Linked DNA regions of Mus musculus: all the other regions are linked to region 6. Evidence: chromatin contacts called from public Hi-C, HiChIP or PLAC-seq and promoter capture Hi-C data. All regions are on one chromosome and are shown on one strand. Each heading gives the region's core, a stretch centred on a gene start, on an enhancer-like site or on the middle of the called end of the contact. The rest is flanking DNA. Distances are from core to core; before and after follow the strand shown.

Evidence for each region. Promoter capture Hi-C pulls out the DNA fragments that hold promoters and counts their contacts. A called contact is a pair of places that touch in the nucleus more often than the background predicts. HiChIP or PLAC-seq counts read pairs in DNA pulled down with a chosen protein or histone mark.
Region 1: a contact with region 6 is called in a Hi-C map of cortical neurons, with 5 times the contacts expected there. The contact joins the promoter of Klhl3 here to the promoter of 1700072F12Rik in region 6. A contact is called at or near these places in 2 of 39 promoter capture datasets (cranial neural crest and hippocampal neurons), 4 of 484 Hi-C or Micro-C datasets (cerebellum, cerebral cortex and cortical neurons) and 2 of 115 datasets of contacts at active chromatin or transcription factors (embryonic forebrain and stem cell-derived neural progenitor cells).
Region 2: a contact with region 6 is called in an HNF4G HiChIP or PLAC-seq map of pancreatic cancer cells, with 19 times the contacts expected there. The contact joins the promoter of Cxcl14 here to the promoter of 1700072F12Rik in region 6. A contact is called at or near these places in 4 of 484 Hi-C or Micro-C datasets (the N1E-115 cell line, adipose-derived mesenchymal stem cells, cranial neural crest and 1 more) and 4 of 115 datasets of contacts at active chromatin or transcription factors (embryonic midbrain, embryonic stem cells, forebrain and 1 more).
Region 3: a contact with region 6 is called in a promoter capture Hi-C map of embryonic stem cells, with 4 times the contacts expected there. The contact joins the promoter of Slc25a48 here to the promoter of 1700072F12Rik in region 6. A contact is called at or near these places in 5 of 39 promoter capture datasets (the 3T3-L1 cell line, 3T3-L1-derived adipocytes, the HPC-7 cell line and 2 more) and 1 of 115 datasets of contacts at active chromatin or transcription factors (craniofacial prominence).
Region 4: a contact with region 6 is called in a Hi-C map of cerebellum, with 2.6 times the contacts expected there. The contact joins the enhancer-like site here to the promoter of 1700072F12Rik in region 6. A contact is called at or near these places in 3 of 484 Hi-C or Micro-C datasets (cerebellum, cortical neurons and ventral hippocampal neurons) and 1 of 115 datasets of contacts at active chromatin or transcription factors (embryonic basal ganglia).
Region 5: a contact with region 6 is called in a Hi-C map of cerebellum, with 3 times the contacts expected there. The contact joins the enhancer-like site here to the promoter of 1700072F12Rik in region 6. A contact is called at or near these places in 6 of 484 Hi-C or Micro-C datasets (cerebellum, cerebral cortex, cortical neurons and 1 more).

Annotation. Positions count from the first base shown.
Region 1 is chr13:58,112,273-58,115,011 of GRCm38.p6, forward strand. Klhl3 (kelch-like 3) reads right to left here and starts at 1,375. Exons shown (of 15, transcript NM_001362415.2): 1 at 870-1,375. The coding sequence starts at 883. It overlaps Gm33389 (a long non-coding RNA gene), which reads left to right. Exons shown (of 5, transcript XR_003950588.1): 5 at 1-698. It overlaps Gm52040 (a long non-coding RNA gene), which reads left to right and starts at 1,428. Exons shown (of 3, transcript XR_003950589.1): 1 at 1,428-1,495.
Region 2 is chr13:56,294,936-56,297,911 of GRCm38.p6, forward strand. It overlaps Cxcl14 (chemokine (C-X-C motif) ligand 14), which reads right to left and starts at 1,616. Exons shown (of 4, transcript NM_019568.2): 1 at 1,175-1,616; 2 at 891-996. The coding sequence starts at 1,238.
Region 3 is chr13:56,437,042-56,439,829 of GRCm38.p6, forward strand. Slc25a48 (solute carrier family 25, member 48) reads left to right here and starts at 1,314. Exons shown (of 8, transcript NM_177809.4): 1 at 1,314-1,494. The coding sequence starts at 1,449.
Region 4 is chr13:57,982,024-57,984,952 of GRCm38.p6, forward strand. No RefSeq gene overlaps it. Among named protein-coding and RNA genes, the nearest start is that of Mir874, 40 kb to the right of the region's middle. Within about 2 kb of position 1,573, at least 17 of the 459 cell types and tissues checked have an H3K27ac peak or open chromatin away from gene starts, as enhancers often do. A contact at or near this core is called in cerebellum, where this site is marked.
Region 5 is chr13:58,010,868-58,013,567 of GRCm38.p6, forward strand. It overlaps Klhl3 (kelch-like 3), which reads right to left. Exons shown (of 15, transcript NM_001362415.2): 13 at 227-367. Among named protein-coding and RNA genes, the nearest start is that of Mir874, 11 kb to the right of the region's middle. Within about 2 kb of position 1,449, at least 10 of the 459 cell types and tissues checked have an H3K27ac peak or open chromatin away from gene starts, as enhancers often do. A contact at or near this core is called in cerebellum, where this site is marked.
Region 6 is chr13:57,280,763-57,283,623 of GRCm38.p6, forward strand. 1700072F12Rik (a long non-coding RNA gene) reads left to right here and starts at 1,601. Exons shown (of 2, transcript XR_873502.1): 1 at 1,601-1,645; 2 at 1,868-2,504.

The DNA of each region.
Region 1 (2,739 bases), core at 125-2,624, 830 kb after region 6:
CCCGTCCCTCGGTGCCAACCCACGGATGAGGAGGTGGTGGCACGAAGACTTCTGCTCCATAGTCTGCCAAACTTGGCCCTGCACAGAACACCTTCACAATAGGAAGACCAGCTCCTCGGATAAATGAAAACTGTCTGTGCTCCTGCCTGCCGGGAGACAAACCCTGGCCAGCCTGTTCCTGCTCAACCCGAGTACTGAAATGCCTCCAGTTGGTTCCTATTTCATTAAAAGTCCATGAAGGGAGAAACAAGAGCTCCTGGAAGACACAGACCGTGCAGCATCTCTCAAACTTTTTGATACAGGCGAGACGGGTTGTGAGCAAATGTCACCTAACTGGGTTTCTCCCTTACCTACGCCAGTGCAGAAGCCAGTGTCCACCAACATACACACAACAGACCCGGGTTAGGTAGGAAAGCCAGCCACTTGGCATGGTTCTCGAAAATTCAACCACCTCAGTATGAACGAGGCTAGTGCCCTCTCCCAGGTCAGCTCTGCAGTGCCATCAAATCCCCCCACCAAAGACAGACACTGTGAGGACCAGGAACGCCTCCCTGAAAAGGGCAATCCCGGTTCAAGACGGGACTATTCCCAACACAGGCCAGGAAGTTCCGTCTTTCCGTGTGCTCCACTGCCCAGCAAACCCAGATTTCCCTTGGCAAGAGCCGGGTCTCTGGAGCTTTGAGCTCTGGAAGAGGAAGGTTTCCAAAGAGACTTTTCTGCCCTCGCTCTGCTTTGGGGTTCTGCAGTTGCCAGGATCTGCAAACCTGCCTAGCTGGTGCAAACAAATGGTGGTTACACCTTACGCTCGCTCGCTCGCTCGTGTTTTCTTACACATGCATACTGCACTCACCACACTTACACATACGTACCTTTCGCCCTCCATTGTGGGAGGCCCGGCAGGGTTAGTAGTCATCAAACTGTGCATGCACCCGGGAACTGGCGCTGCTCGCTGGGTTCTCCCAGCAGACCCGTGAGGGACCCTGATCAGCAACCGTGATTCAGCATGGCTGCAACTGAGACCTCCTCCCTCCCAATCCTCCTTCCTCTTGACTTACTCGCGGCAGGCTTCTACCGCAAAAGCGACGGTGCTAGAAAATGTCTTACCCAGAGCTCCCTGCAGCCCTTTCAGCTGCTAAAAGCAGCAACCCACTCGCTTCCCCTCCCCCGCAGGCTGGCTTCTCCTCTGTCTCCTAGAAACAGCCACAGCTTCGGCGGCGGCGGCGGCGACCCAAGGGCTGTGCCACCTTTCCAGCTGTTTCCACATCTGCTCAGGCATCCCCAGCCCTAGCGACTAGCCCACCCCACAGTCTCCTGCCTCCTAGGCTGCACTACAGCGGATCAGAGGGATCCTCTCTAACGCTAACAGAGAAAAACTGACCCCTCCTTCTCTCCTCCTCCTCCTAAGCTGTGAGTCTGTGGGCCTGGCCAGATTGCTGGAATGAGGAGGCCCCTCTGTGGCCTGCAATGGAGTTTACCCACCTGGGAAAATTCACTTGTGAGTAACGTCAGCGCTGCCGGATTCCCCCTCCCCGAGCCCACGGTAGTTCTGAGATGCGACATTAAGACAAGTGGGTTGGAATGTGTGGGTGTCACAGAACTGAAATGAATAAGAAGAATTAGACATGGGAGCCAGGGCCAGATGCGTTATGTGCGGAGAGAGGGGGAGGTGCAACTGAAACAAACCCCCAGTATTACAAAATGCCAAAGACCATTGCAGTGATCACCACAAAAACACCACAACAGAACCGCTTTCTAAGGTCTGCCATACTGAACCTTATGCAAGCTGTGGCTCCAACTCAAAACGTCTACTACTGAGCCCCCATCTCCCAGCCAAAGCCCCTGTGCCCTGTAACCTCTAGATGTTGGTCCTACCTGGAATGGCTCCTCTAACCCTGATCCTTGAGTCTTTATGGAAGTGCAGTAAGTCACAGGTCTTCTGAAACCTTCCCCAAATCACACCAGTGACAGCGGGTAGCCTCCAACATAAACTTCAAAGGGTATTGCCCTTATTGCTCACCTCCCCCTAACTGAGTGTCCGGGGGAGTTTGTTTTTTTGGTTTTTTTGTTTGTTTGTTGTTTTTGTTTTTTTTTTTAAGATTTATTTATTTATTATATGTAAGTACACTGTAGCTGTCTTCAGACACACCAGAAGAGGGAGTCAGATCTCGTTGAGGATGGTTGTGAGCCACCATGTGGTTGCTGGGATTTGAACTCAGGACCTTCGGAAGAGCAGTCGGGTGCTCTTACCTGCTGAGCCATCTCACCAGCCCTGTTTTTTGTTTTTTAACATGCCTTGTTTCTCGAGCTTAAAGACAATCTTGTGGAAAGCCGACCGGAAGCTAAGTTTGTGTCTTCTAGAACTAACCAGGGCTTAGAGATAATTGGGTCCATTAGTGGTGAAAATTTTCTCAGAAGCTTCCCCAATCAGGAAAGGAAAAGCCAGAAACGAGTACCCATCCATCCCTGCTTTAGGACTCCTCACCAACCAATACACCCGGCCTCTCTGGAGGCTCAGAGCAGCACTGGCTGAGTGGGCTTCTGCTGGGTAGCCTATGACCTCACACTCAATCCTTCATTCCCAGGACACTCTCTAAAGTCTCTGTCAATTCTACTAATTGCGAGTTTACAAAAGTTGCAAAGGTCCCGCTTTCCTTCTTGGTATGCCCTAGCCATCTGCCTAGTGGTGCCACTTTCCTGGACTCTCGCGTCTGTGGGAACCTCAGGAGGATATAAAGTGCA
Region 2 (2,976 bases), core at 366-2,865, 990 kb before region 6:
TGTGAAGCTCATGACTCGGGTCAGCTCAGGCCCTGTGGCTCTCTGAGTTCCCTGAGCTTCAGCGGATGGAGGTGGTGAGGTGCCGGGTGGGGGGTGTGCCCTTCCTTCACAGACGCTGCGTGAAGGCCTTTGGGCAAGCAAGGGCAGCCGGTGGAAGGCACTTGCCCAGACCGAGAATAAAGTGTGTCCTGTTTCTGGGGGAGGGGAAGAGGGGCCAATGGTCCATGGCAAATATTTGGGAGCTGTTTTGCCAAGGGCTGCCTTCCTGGCCAAGAGTGTATTGATGGGAAAACGGCAGCGCTGGCTTCAAGTAGTTAATTGGGAAGGCTGAGGCGCAAGGAAACTCAGTGTTCTCTCTCTGCCCCAGTTTTTAAGACTTTGCCGGCATCCCCACTAAGCAGGCTGCGGTGGTGGCATGGCACATTAACCCCAGCAGAGCCCTTTCTCCAACATTGTTCAGATGCACGGACCCACAAGGCAGAAGAGACAGGAGCATTCTCACATTGAAAGCCCTGGGAGCCCCAAAGTGTCCACCCGTGGGGCGCTGAAAGGAAAAGTTAACTTCTCTCTTCAGTAAGAGGAAGGCAGCCCAGCCGGCCCAACAGGCCGGGTGCGTGTCCCGAGTGGATCTGGTGAAGATGGATGTTCTAAGCGGGCGCACCAGAACCACTAACTAGCCTACAATAAACCTCGCCTGCCACTTTGAATCCTAACAAGGACAGGCTCAGAGGGACCGGCCAAAGACACCCTCATCCCCTTTCCGCAGACTCTCAGGCAATGTCCCCAGGACTTGCCAGTCGGTCTTGTCAAAGGCAGAGAGAAAGGCTGTTATCAGTCCGATCTAACCCTAGGTTGGGCTCCTCCACAGGATATGCTACCCCAGAACTCACATAACCATCTTCTCCTCGCAGTGTGGGTACTTTGGCTTCATTTCCAGCTTCTTCACGTCGCTGTAGCGGATCTTGGGCCCCTTCCGGGAACACTTACACTTGGACCCTGCGGAAGAGCGCGGCCGGGCTGCTGAGTCGCCGCCGTACAGGTCTCCGCGACCGCCCAAGGTGTCCGCCCGGGATCCACCCCCCCACCCCCCGCCCCGGGTTCCAGGATGCCTAGGTGGTGCTTGGGGTCCCTAGGACGGGGCAGGACCGCGACAGAGGGCCCTCGCGGCACTCACCGTCCACGCGCGAGGCGCACAGCGCCAGGAGCAGCAGGAGCAGCGCGGCCGCCAGGAGCCTCATGCTGGCCGGAGGGGCGCGGTGGGGAGCAGGGAGGCAAGGAGGGCGCCGGCCTGTGCGTGCGGCGGCCGGGGGATGCCGCCCGGCTTGGTTCTCGGTTTCAAGCACGCCTCTCTCTGCTCTGCTCGGCTCGCTCCAGCTACGCCCGTCGATGGGTGCTCCTGCCGTCTGTCGCGGTGCCGCGCTGCGCTTGGCGCTGGGTGCTGCGATCTCCCCACAGCTTCCCTCCGCCCACCCTGGCCTCTTTTAAATTCGCTCCTGCCCTCTCGGAGAGCGAGCTCATTAATATGCAGAACCACTCGGTGACTCACTGAGATTTCTCAATGTGGTGGGGGGAGGAGATCTCCCAGACCGCCCTGCCGCCCGCCCCGGACCCATCGCGATCCCAGCGGCGCACACTCGGAGCCACGCGCGCACACACGGACACACTCACATCCGCTACCCTCTCGCTCCACAGCACGCCCGCCTTTACGCTTGCACACCCATACCTCAGTGCCTTGGAAGAAGGTCAGGCGGGAGCACGGCCTGCTGAAGGGTGCTGCTTTTCTGTTTCCTGTGGACACTTCTCAGAACACACAGGTTTACTGTCCGAAGCCACCGAGAGACCCAGGCTTGGCTCAAATCCTAGAGTTTTCAAGCAGGTGCCAAGTGAGAATGCCAGCAGGCCCGCCCCCTGCGGTGTTGGGCTCTATTGTGCTTGCTGGGCTCGTGGTCCAAGCTCAAGGCCAGGTGGGATTAGGGGCTCATCACAGGTTAAGTCTTTGATCAAGTCACTGCTTCGCAGACTGGGGGGTGACAAGTGGTGAGGGCTAAGCAACTCCTAGGAGGGGTCTATAGTATGATGTTCATGTGTGACTATCTAGGGGCTGTGAAGAAACCGGGGTACTTGTCATATACATTCATAAGAATCTGTAGGGCCAGGTAGAGCTCAGTAGGCAGCTATGACCATGGTAACAGGAGGGAGGCCGCCCCACCTTGTGAACATTGCACCAGACGGTGGTGGATGTAATTCCACCCTACCCCTCTATTCGCCAGCACACGGCTCTCCATTAAACGGCTTCCGTTTACTCTCTGTAAACCTGTGGGTTGTCATAGTGCCCATCCAAGGCACCTGTGAGAAGGACATACGATCATACAGAGCAGTTGTCAGGATGCAGGACACCATGCTCAGACGATGGTACTTAGGGGCATCATTTTGTGTATATATTTTATTCGTCACTTTGACTGGGGCAACTTCCCTCAAATTGGTACTTTTAAGTTGTTCATTCGCCAGGGCAGAAACAGGCACAGTGAGGAAGAAACATCTCACCCAAGGTTTTAGAACCAGGAAGCAGGTGACTAAGCCAGGAGGGCCTATGGATATGTGACTGCAGAGTAGGACCACTCTACTGTCTTCAAGCCCCTGCATTCTGGTGAAGTGCTGCTTTGACCCAGTGACAGGGTCCAGGTATCTTAGGCTCACAGAGGGCTAGCCTTGGCTCCCAGACTATGGTTTGCACCTTGCTGTGTTGTTAGCCTGGAAGCTCCTAGGGGTGCGAGTACCCAGAGGGGCTTCTGGGTGGGTGGGGGAGTGGTAGTTGGCTAACTGCAGAATCTGTACTTTCTCTTTTCTTCTCTTCTGTGTGCCTCTAGGGGAAGCTGTGCTTAAAGAGCAAGCAGAACCCACACCCGCCATTTCACCTGTCCTTAAAGTCACAATGGCATTGGGACACTGGGCTCAGCAGAGGGAATGCAAGATAAT
Region 3 (2,788 bases), core at 64-2,563, 840 kb before region 6:
ACCCCCACCAAGTGTCATCTCAGGAGGGGGATGGAGCAGCAGTGGCTCAATGTGTGTATGTGCATGCATGTGTATGTATGTGTGCTGTGAATGTGTATGTGTGCTTATGTATATGTATGTACATGTATGCATGCACACATGTGTATGTATGTGCATGTATGTGTTTGCATGCATATATATGTGTGTGCACACATGTATGTGCTTGTGTGTATATATTTATATGTGTGCATGCACACCTGTGTGAGTTGTGTACAGGTATATCTATGTATGTGTGTGCATGTGAGTGTATATGTGTGTGCACGCATGTATGTGCATATGAGAGAGACAGTGTGTGTGTGTGTGTGTGTATGTGTGGAGAACCTTAAGTCTCCTATGCTGTTTCCCACTAAGCTGTCAAGTGCTCCTCCTGTCTATGAGGACCCCCCCCCCCCCACTCAACTCTGAAGTTCCAGGCACCCAACCATGTCAGGCATTTGTATGGGCTCTGGGACCCCAAACTCAGGTCCTCATGCGTGCACAGCAGGTGAACTTTCCACTAACCCATCTCCCCAAACTGTTGTGGATAGCCCTGGGGATAATTATATTTGATATTAATTCTGGTCTCCTGTGAGTGGATGGGAACAAGGAATGAGTCAGCCAGCACTCAGGTGGTTTCCTGTAAACCTGCTTCCCACCTTAATTTGTAAAATAAAGGCGAGCTGCTGATTGGGCAGATAAAAGGGAAGGTGGAGTGGAAGATGAGGAGAGAGAAGGAGGAGAAAATGGAAGGTGAAGAGCAGAAGCACATGGCCTGGAGAAACCTCAAGTTCTAAGGGGTCTCATAAACTGTGGAAGATGGTAGTGGAGTGGTAGATCTGCCCAATCTAGGCGCACAGCATGTATTCATATTAACTGAGTCATGTTTTCATTGCCCGGGCATATTTGGGAGGAGATTTACTGCAACACCAAACCTTCCGTTAGTAAGTGCAGGACTGTTTGCTTTAACACAGGTGAGTCTTCCAGGTGAGTTCTATTGCAGGCAACATTTGGTGGTTGTAAAGCGTCCGTCCCTCTTTCCGTCTTTTGATGAACTTTGCAAACTGTTAAACAGGGACCGGTTCCTCTGGCTGGCGCTTCCACCTGAAGACTCAGAAGCTGTACTGTTGGGGAGAGAGTAGTGTCAAGAAGAACCAAAGGAATTCCCCTAAGAGACTGGGGCCCCGCCTCCTGGATCACACCTTGTCGAAGTGCTGTGCCTTTAAGGTCTTTTGGGGGCGGGTTGTCAGCCACCCGCCCTCATTCGCTGACAGCCCGAGCGCGGGTGGCTGGAACTCGGAGTTTAGAGAAGAACTTGCAGGGTGACGGAGTCGCGCCTCTGCTGTGTTCCTGATCCGGTGGGGCCATGCCCGACACACACTGAGCGCGTGTAGCGCCGGCTGCGGGAGGGCGAGGCGCACGCCGTGTCGGTCATGGGCAGCTTCCAGCTGGAAGACTTTGTGGCAGGCTGGATCGGAGGTGAGTTTGCTTGCGAAAGACCACCCCCACCCCCGCACCACAGGGCAAACTGCCCGGCGGCGCCAAGCCAGCTGTTCGCACCCAGTGTGCTCAGTGCTTTGCATTGCCCATCCAGGAGTGAGCTACGCCTGTAGCACCGGGTGTCCCTAGCCCAGTCCGCTTGGCTGGTCCTGAGTTCCCTCCTAATTTGTGAAGCCAAGCTCTTTAAGAGTCACATCGATTTTCTCGAGCTTCTGATTTGCCTCAACTTAGGCTCCAACGTAACTCGGGTCCCATAATGATTAAACCGCTGGTCAGGGCAGACAACCAATGGAGTCACCCAAATATGCGCACACCCTTCAGTGACCGGGGGCATACCTGAGTTGGTGACATCTCCAAGTTACTAGCGCTTGGGTTAGCGCTTGGTTTGGCAGCTGAAATCCGGGTCTCAGGGCGGCCAAGAACTTGGACTTCAAGATCAGGTTGTCTTAAGGGCATTGATCCTGAAGGGAGCGGAGCCCGCAGGGTAGGAAGTCGAGCGCTGTGGTGTAGTGGCTCGCGACACTACAGCTGAGAGGAATCCCTCTGGTTTGGCCGCCTTCAGCACCCCCATCTTTAGCTCTTCTGAACTTTTTGGTACCCCACCCCAACCCCTCAGCTGTTGCTAGGTTCACCACCAAGCCGGAGTAGTTAACAAAAGTAAAGTTTCTGAATAAAGTCCAGCTGGAGCTTGCTGTGTCCTGAGGTCTCTCTCTGTCAAGTCAGAGGCTGAGAGCCTGAGTCTCTGCCTCAGGCTCCCTGCAAAGCCGGTCTCATAGCCAGTCACCTGCAACCCATGGACAGGATGCTTAGCAGGTTCCAGGTAGGCTGAAGTACCTGTGCTGTGTCTTCCAAGGTTTGTATTCTCCATTAAAAAATGCCTCCAGCTCAAGTGTATGATTTGATGATTTTTAGTAACTCCATCAAGAGGTAAAACACCCCTCTAAGCTGCAGAGTATTTTTATGCCTCATCTTCCCCGTGAGTCACAGTTGTGCCCCTGCCTCTCAGAACAGCCACTGTCCTCTACATTTGCTTTTCTTGGCTATTGTGTATTGAATCCTGCATCCCGTGCCCTTTGCTCCGCTTATGCGTATTTCTCTCATTACATAGCAACCCCAACGAAGTAGGTGCCTTTACAGCCTTATTCAGCAGATAGGAAATGGAAATATAGAAGAAATTGGTGACTTTCCTAAGGTGAGCATCTGCAGGCACTAGGACTCTAATCCAGGCAACAGGGCACCAAGGGTTTGCCTAGGGCCTTGAAAGTCCTTGAAA
Region 4 (2,929 bases), core at 323-2,822, 700 kb after region 6:
ACAAACTCCTACCCTGCCCACACCGAAGTTCATTACTCCCACAGGAAAATCTACCTGTGGGCACTCAAGAGGCCACAAAGACAGGAAGGAAGTATATGTATAAGTATATGAGTGCACTGTAGTTGTGCAGATGGTTGTGAGCCTTCATGTGGTTGTTGGGAATTGAATTTTTAGAACCTCTGCTCCCTCCGGTCGCTCCCGTCGGCCCTGTTTGCTCTGGCCCAAAGATTTATTTATTATTATACATAAGTACACTGTAGCTGACTTCAAACCTACCAGAAGAGGGCATCAGATCTCATTACGGGTGGTTGTGAGCCACCATGTGGTTGCTGGGATTTGAACTCAGGACCTTCGGAAGAGCAGTCAGTGCTCTTACCCGCTGAGCCACCTCACCAGCCCGGAAGAAGGAGTTTTTATACCGTGCCATGAATGTACAAGGTTCTACAGAAGCTTCGCACCAGTGAGGTCATTGGGTAGAGGCATTCTGGGCCAAAGATGAAGAAATCAGCTATCCAAAAGCCCTAAAATTTGCCCCAGGTTTGGAGAGTAGCTGGACAAAGACTCTGGCTCAAGGTGTGTGGTTCAAGAGTGATTCATAATGTAACACAGTCCAGCTGTAACTCCTTGCCCAAGTGCCGAGCATAAGGAAGGATTCGATTTGCTGCGGGCCCTCCATAAGCAGGAGAGCCCGATCATAGACTAAGTCCTTGGAAACCACGAGCTAAATATCTGTCTATATTAGATATTTTTTTATCATAGTAACAGAAAGCTAACTAATATGTTCCTCAATTTTTTTAAATCAAAGATTGAATTCAATGATCTTCCTCCACCATCACTAGCACCACCAGCCTTCTCTGCTGCTTGCAGGGAAGGGGCTTCTCCGTGACATAAAGGGGAGGAGCACCACCGCTGAGAAGCCTGAGACCCACAGGAAGTTTCTCTTCTCCCTCCCCAGATACTGTGGCCCATAGTTCCCTGCACGTAGCCCAGATTTACCAGCCTGTGGATTCCCACGGAAAGGCGGCACCCAGCCAAGCAGCCCCATATGCTAAGTGGGAACCCCAGACACACATCCAGAACAAACTTCCTGAGAGCCCCACAGGGCCACCAGATTTCTGTGCCGCTCAGGCAGCACACTCACTTCAGCCCTCCACTCCTCTAGAACGAGGCTTCAGTGCAGGAGACCAAGCCACGCGTCAGAGGATTTAGGGATATGTCTGGTTCCACCAATGTTAATTTCCCTTTTCTGACATCAATACCAGCGGGGACAGCAGCGCCTCACCCCCACCCCCACCACCCACCACCCACCCACCCCCGCCTGTGAACCCTACAGCACGTGGGGCCCCACCCTCAGGCCCTGCCTCTTGCAGTCCCTTTGACAGCGCTCTGCTTCTAGGTACCATGCCGTCCTGATTTTGCTGATTAGAAAACTGAAACTCTGAGGCTGAGTGACCAGCCTAATGTCACATGGATAATAAGTGAAGGGGGTGAGCGCTGGGTCTTTCTGATCTGACAGCTTGCACTGTTAACAGCTTCCCCCAGGGCCTGGCGCTGTGCCTGATGTTCACTACGTGTGTGTTGATAAGTTAGTGTGTCCATATGGTACAAGGACAGGAAGCCCTTCACGAGCAGACCGGCACATCACACTGAGCTCTAGAAAGAAGGACGTACCTACAGCCGTGCTGCTGGGAGGAAGGAGGTCCCGACCACCTTTCCGGGAAATGGGGCCATGGCCTTTAGCAAGGGCTGCAGGTGACTAGAAACACAGGGGTTGGGGGTGGGGGTGGGGGAAGCAGCTGCTATTTCATCTGCGGTTTGCTTTTTCGTGACCGTCAATTTACTACACAATCAAATTTTACTTTTCAAGAATTACAAGGAAACACTCGCCCCCACCCCACCCCCAAGACAAACCCTTCAAAGGATGGGGCTGGTCCCAGCCAAGGGATAAACTTCTGTTCATCTACTCAGCAAACAGCTTTGAGCATCTACTGTGTGCCTTATTCTGTGCCAGTCTCTTTAAGGGACTATCATCCTGGAGACTTGAGGCTACAGATGCAAAGAAACTCTAGAATATAGGCATGAGGCTAACAACCGCACAACGCCCCGAGGGGAAGGTGAACTTTGAGGGTGTGAGATAAAGCAGCTGGATTTAGTTCGCTAGGGTCATGGCGGGCCTGATGGGGGACTTTGAAGCAGAACCATTAATCATGTGAAGGAATTCACCAAGCCAGCAGAGGGCAGAGGCGGGAAGGTATGGTAGCGAGCTGTCTCTCCTTGTCTCTCTTACTCCATGCTACCCTGTACTAGGCCCCAGGCTTCTTTCTCAGGCCACCTAATGGACCCGACTGTACTCAGCTCCTGACCCAGGAAGGCCAGTGGGGTGTAGGTATAGTGTTTCCAAATTGAACCTTGACCTTGTGTCTCTGTTCAGGACACACCGTATGGGCTGGGAACCAGCACCATGGTACAATGGACTTGGTAGGTCAGTCAGGTTAAACCACAGCACAAGTCTCTGAGAGCCACCCCCACCGCCGGCCCCGTCCCCACCCCTGGCCCCACCCCGTCCCCACCCGCCCCCACCCCAGCGCCCAGCTCCTAGCTTCCGGTCCTCCTCAGGCTTCACCTGCAGCAGTCCAGCCTCTTTGTTATCAGCAGCAAGTACTTTTCATGCTTACAAGATTAAAATTCCAGATTACAAAATGGGTAAAGCAGCTCTTGTACCCAGGACCTGCATCTCATAACAGTACACGTGTAAACCCATGCAAGCTGGCAGAGTCTCTCAGGAAGACGGCTCAGCTCTCGCCCAGCTGAGAACACTTCTCTTCGGAGGAGTGAAGCAGCCCAGGGCCTCTCTTTCAAAAAACACAAAGATCTCGGGTTTATTTCAGGGACTGAATGACTCTGTAGCGAGAATAGGCTTCCTCCTGCT
Region 5 (2,700 bases), core at 199-2,698, 730 kb after region 6:
GGACTGCGCTGAGTCTCAGCGGGACACCTTGAGGCCACCATTTTGGATTCCAGGTTCCCCCTCCCACTAACGCAGAGCCTATGGGATAGACAAACCGCCACTCTTATGTTCAGGACACAGGGAGAGCTACCTACTCTGGCAATCCTGCCCCTCTTCCTATCACTCAGAGCTGGAGGGAAGAACTGTGACCCCCGCAGGAGAGGAGAGGAGAGCAGTCTCACGTTACCTGCGTTGCGCCGGCACATGTTCATGTCTGCCACCTGCTTCCAAGTGTTTGTCCCAGGATCGTAAACTTCAACACTCTTCCTCACCAAGGGTCCGTCATGTCCCCCGGTGGCATACAGCTGTCCGCTGAGCACCCCAACCCCTGAAAGGCAGAACACAGTGTCCTGGCCTCAGGCTCACTATAAGAACCAGCATCCAAGAGGCCTCAAGCCTGGATAGTCATTGCCAGCAGGGAGACTTAGGGAGCAAGTGCTGTCTTCCTGGACCTCATTGCCCTAATCTGTAAAATAAATGTGATAATCCCCTGCCTGGCTCCCCATAAGACAGGCAGCCTGCAAATAAGGAGGTTCAAAGCCAAGACCCTGTTTCTGCTTTTAAAATGTAAATATGTGTGTGTGTACATATACAGGGGCATCAAAGGGATTTTTCAAAAGGTTCAAAGAAATCCACTGAAATGTAAAAAGATGCTAATTCTCATCAGAAAACCAGCCCCAGTTACCCTGTGGCATATTCATATTGCCTTGCTTTTCCTCTGCATCTTATTATTCGGTTGTATATCTGTTGAGACAGAGCCAGGTGCTGAGGTCATTGCTAGGGAGACTCCCTGCCAGCCTGTTCCTCCAGCCCTTCTTCCCCTTGATGGCAGAAGGCATCAGATTTGTCCTGGGGGTGGGGGGGGGGAGGAGCTGAGCAGTTCTTCACTGCTGCAAGACTGAGGAGATTCAAGCCATTCAGGAAGAGAGAGGGCTAGTGAGGGTGGCTTGCCTGGCAGCTGGGACACCTACACCTGCCTCTTCAACACCCGCTCTGGGTGGCCCTTTCTCTTTCTCATTCATGGAGAGAGGGAGTTGGAATGTACCCATGATTCTGTGGACTATTGCCTTCGGTGGAAAGACTGCATCCTTTCTGCTGGGTACTTTCTAGAAAAATAAAACCTTAGTTCCAGAGACACTGGCCAGAAGCCCAGTGGGGTATCTCAGTGAATTCGATGTGCAGCCAGGCTGTGGGTCTGGGGCTGAACCCGGAGGCTATAGACTTCATGAGGTCAGGAACTGCTTGTGTTTTGCCCTGGTCTATTTCCCTGAGGCTACTGGTGATGGGCTCCTGCAGATACTATCTAAATAACAGGATGTCATGTAAAATCCCGGCCAGAAATTATAGCGGGTTGCCAGTGGTTCCTGGCAGTTGCTCTAAACTAGCAGCAGATGGTGCTGTTGTACCAACAATGACCTGTGTCAGGTTGTGAGAGTCTGAAAATTCAGTAGTTGCTTCACCTTCTCTTCCTCCAGGGTGAGCAGGAGCTGACACTTCTGGGACCCTGAGATGGTCTCTGCCCACCGTGTCCATCCCTCTGCTTATGCTGTCCACTCATAAGGGAGCTAAGAGCCACCTAGACTTTCCCCCAGCAACTCTCCCACAATCCTTGGTAGCCTGCTCATAGACTCTCACATAGAATCCGACGGGCCTCAGGGAGCTATGACACAGAGCCTTCCGTCTTTAGGTCTTTGGCTGTCACCAGCTCCCAATGAGACAAGTACACAGGCTCCTGGTGCTAGTGATGACACATCCCTAACTCTTTATCAGAGTGAAGCACTGAAGAAAGGGACCCGGGAACGGGGTTCCGTCCCAGGACAGGGCTCCGTAGTAATCTGAACAAAGGGCTCTTCCCAGCAAAGGTCTGGGCCTCCCATAAATAGAAGCAGCTGTAATGGCATTGTCTGGGGCCTCCAGCCAAGGATGGGCCAGGTGACGTCCACCCCAACCACCGCCACAGGCCTTTAGCACTTGGCCCAAGTCATAAATGGATTTTTAGGAAGTAAATAGAAGGTTCTAGAAGCTATAATTACTAAACCATCAGGAAAGGGGGAAAATGTCACAGGATTTATGGATGGAGCTGGCCCTTTGGGAACATGGGCAGCCTGTGCACTGGACAGCTAGGGTGTTAGATGGCAACGATGGGGAATGGGGTCGCCCAAGTTGACGTGGCAGGATGGGCTACTGGACTAAGTGCCTGGACTTCCCCCATGAGACAGAAAAGGGGGTCATTATCTCTCCTCGGTGGAGAAAAACAAAGCAAGAAAATGTGGGTGTAGGGGATCGAGGTTTATCTCCAGCCATAAACACTGCTATGCCAGCCTTTACTCCCAAGACGTGGGCTTCAGGCAGGCCAGCTAGGCTTCTTAGCTAACGCCAGGGCAGTAGAACCTGTCCTCCCTCAGGGGAATAAGGCTCATTATTAGACGGCTAGACACAATTACCTTGGAAAGAGAATTCTAACTCTGCAAGCCTTCTATTCTACGACCTTGGGCAAAGTGATCCACCTCAGGCCAGACTGACTTTCAAACTCTGGTCAGAGGAATCAGCAGTGGTGGACTAAGGTGAGAGGAGGAGTGGGTGGGTGGCGGCTAGCCTGGGCCATGGAGAAATTGTCTCAAACAAACACAAAACGGGGCAGTGAAGATGACACGCCTTCCA
Region 6 (2,861 bases), core at 351-2,850:
CGGGCATGCACAAGGAAGCCAGCAGAGGACATTGGCATCCCTTCAGTCACTTTTCACTTTGTTCTTTTGAGACAGGATTTCTCGCCAAAGAACCTATAGTCTGAGGTTTGACTCTGTGTGCTGGCCAGCAAACTCCCGTCATCCTCCTAAGTGTTTTCCCAGTGCTGGGGTACCAGGCACATGAAGCCATGCCTCGTTTTTATTTAGGAAAGATTTGAACTCAGGTCCTTGTGTTTGTTCTGCAAGCCCTCTTAGTCACTGAGTCATCCACTTAGCCTGAGAATCTTTTATATACACACCACTTACACACTTTGGTTCTCTACCTCTTAGGATAGATTCTGAAAGGATGAATGTTAGGTCAAAGGTCTGTAACCTTGTTTACAATTCTTGATATTTTCTAGCAATCCTCTCTGTACAATGTATGCCACATACACTCCCATAAGAGAATTTTAGCATTTACATGAGGAAACTCGAGCCTCTGCCAACAGCACATGTTCCAGCTGTGTTGTTACATCCAGTGCTTATAAAGGCCTCCTGGGTGAGCACAGGCATGTGATGTTTTTGGGGTCGTGTGCGTGCACATGCGCGCGCATGTGTGTGTGTGTGAGTGTATGTGCCTGTGTGTTCGTGTGTGTATGTTGTGTTGACACAACCTAATTTTAGATACCAAGTTTAGCCTTTGCATTTCTTTTGCTTAATACTTCACCTGTCTCCTTTACGTTGTCCAACCAAAAGTAGCTTCCTTCTTGATCCCCCATTTCAACAGCAACCATTGCTCCCAAGCGATTCATTTATTTCAATCTCCATATAGAGAAAACTAACATTAACAACCATTTCATTTAGTCAAAAACTAACAACAAAAAAAGCTCTCAATGAAGCTATATCTCCAAGTTGCCAGCAGGGGGCACTGTGGGCCTTACTCTACTTCAGAAACAATCAGGCACAGTCAGGTTTTGAGATGGTTCCTCTTAGGGGCAGGGGCTGTCCGCTGAAGGAATATTAAACTAGTAGCCCATGTACAGAGCGCTTTTCCAATGAGACTCATTGGGTTTCTTTCTGCATGATTTATCCACACAAGTGAACAATTGTGTTTTAAAATGAATGTGGGGCCATGATTTAAAAAGACATTGAATTGTTTTAGGTGGGTATGTTAACGTCACACTCACTCCCATGGATATAAGGCCAAATTCACATTTTCCTTTCAGAGTTTAATAGAGCCAGGAGTCGATAAAGGTCACGAAGAAGCTCTGCACGTTTGTACACTTTGTTCTGTGGGAACTGTTGATGTATGGTCACATTAGCTCAGGCAGAAGGCTTGCTTATGCTCTCTAAAGTTGCCCCTCCCTGCCTGGTCCACGGCCATAGCTTCCTTAATGATGTTCTCTGCACCACTTCAATTCCCATGCTCACCTCAGCCTCTACTGCTACTGCATCCGGGATGAATGAATGGGACTAAACCCATCTCATCCCTTTCCCGAGACGCACTCGTGGCTCCGTGTGGGAGAACAAAGGCCTTCCTTGTGTTTTGGTCCAATGCTGACCTCACAGTCGAGCCTCTCCTGGTGCTACCTGACAGGCGCCACGCCCTGCTTCCTGACACCCGCGCTGCTGCTATGGCCCAGGAGCGCTCATCTTCTGCTGCCGTGTGAGTGGCCCCTCCAAAATCTGTGCGCTGGACAAGTCTCAGGCATGAACTTTAAGAGCTGGGGCCTGGTGGGAGGTATTCAGTTCACACAGGCCGGCCCTGCCCTTGTGCGTAGATTGATACTGTTATACAAAGGGACTGGGAGAGAAAAATCCCTCCGTCCCCAGTCTTCTGTGTGATACAGTGTTACATCCCCCCCTCCCCCCGCCCGGGGGTTTGCAGCAGAAGATGCTGTGTGGAACCAGGGAGTGAGTCTACTGACACCAAGAACTTCCCAGCTTCTCAAGCTGCCACGGCAGCGCAGACTGGACAAGGTGCCCTCCCTGCAAGGTGGACTCTGAGCTCTCTGCGCTCTGCTGCTCTATTCTGCTCTCCAGGCCCCACGGAGCTCTCTGCTATACCCGTTCTTCACCGTTTCTCCGAGCTAACTTTCCCACCCTCGGAGCTAGCATGGTCTTAGTCATTCTTCAAAAGCCAATTAACAGGTCGCTTCTCACTCACACCCTCCCTAAATCTCCATGTGTGATCTACCAGAATTCTTCAAAGAAGCAGAGCCCGGAAGGAACCACAGACGCCAGCCAGTCTAAAGCTAAAGGCTTGAAAATCCGGAGACGGGTAGTGTGGAAAACAGAAGAACACAAGGCCCAGGCTATAGTTAGACAACATGGCACTGATATGGATAGGTGGGACAAATCAGCTAAATTGTGACTAGCAGTGGACAATTTGGGGCCAAGAGTCAGCACAAGTTAGCTGATACCTAATGTCTGGGGAAGCCCAAAGTACAGAGTGATTTCAAATGCTATCTAATTTTTTTTCAGACACATTCGTGTCATTCTGTATAAACATGGCCTTGAGGGCAGAGTGGGTGTGTGGCTCTAGGTCAGTGTGCCCACCTCTGTGCATCCTGTGTGCCCATCTCTCTCTCTCTCTCTCTCTCTCTCTCTCTCTCTCTTTGTCTCTCTCTCTCTCTGTGTGTGTGTGTGTGTGTGTGTGTGTGTGTGTGTGTGCTTGATTGTGTATAAGATTATGCTTGAGTGCCTGCCTAGCAGTCTTTGACAGAAGTAAATAACACACATCTGCCCACAGCTCCTCAGAATCTCTTCACCCTCTTAGCTTCCTGGGACTGTCCTCCCTGCCACCCTCCTCCCTATGATGATCCTCCCTGCCACCTTCCTCCCTGTGATGGTACTCCCTGCCACCCTCCTCCCTGTGACAG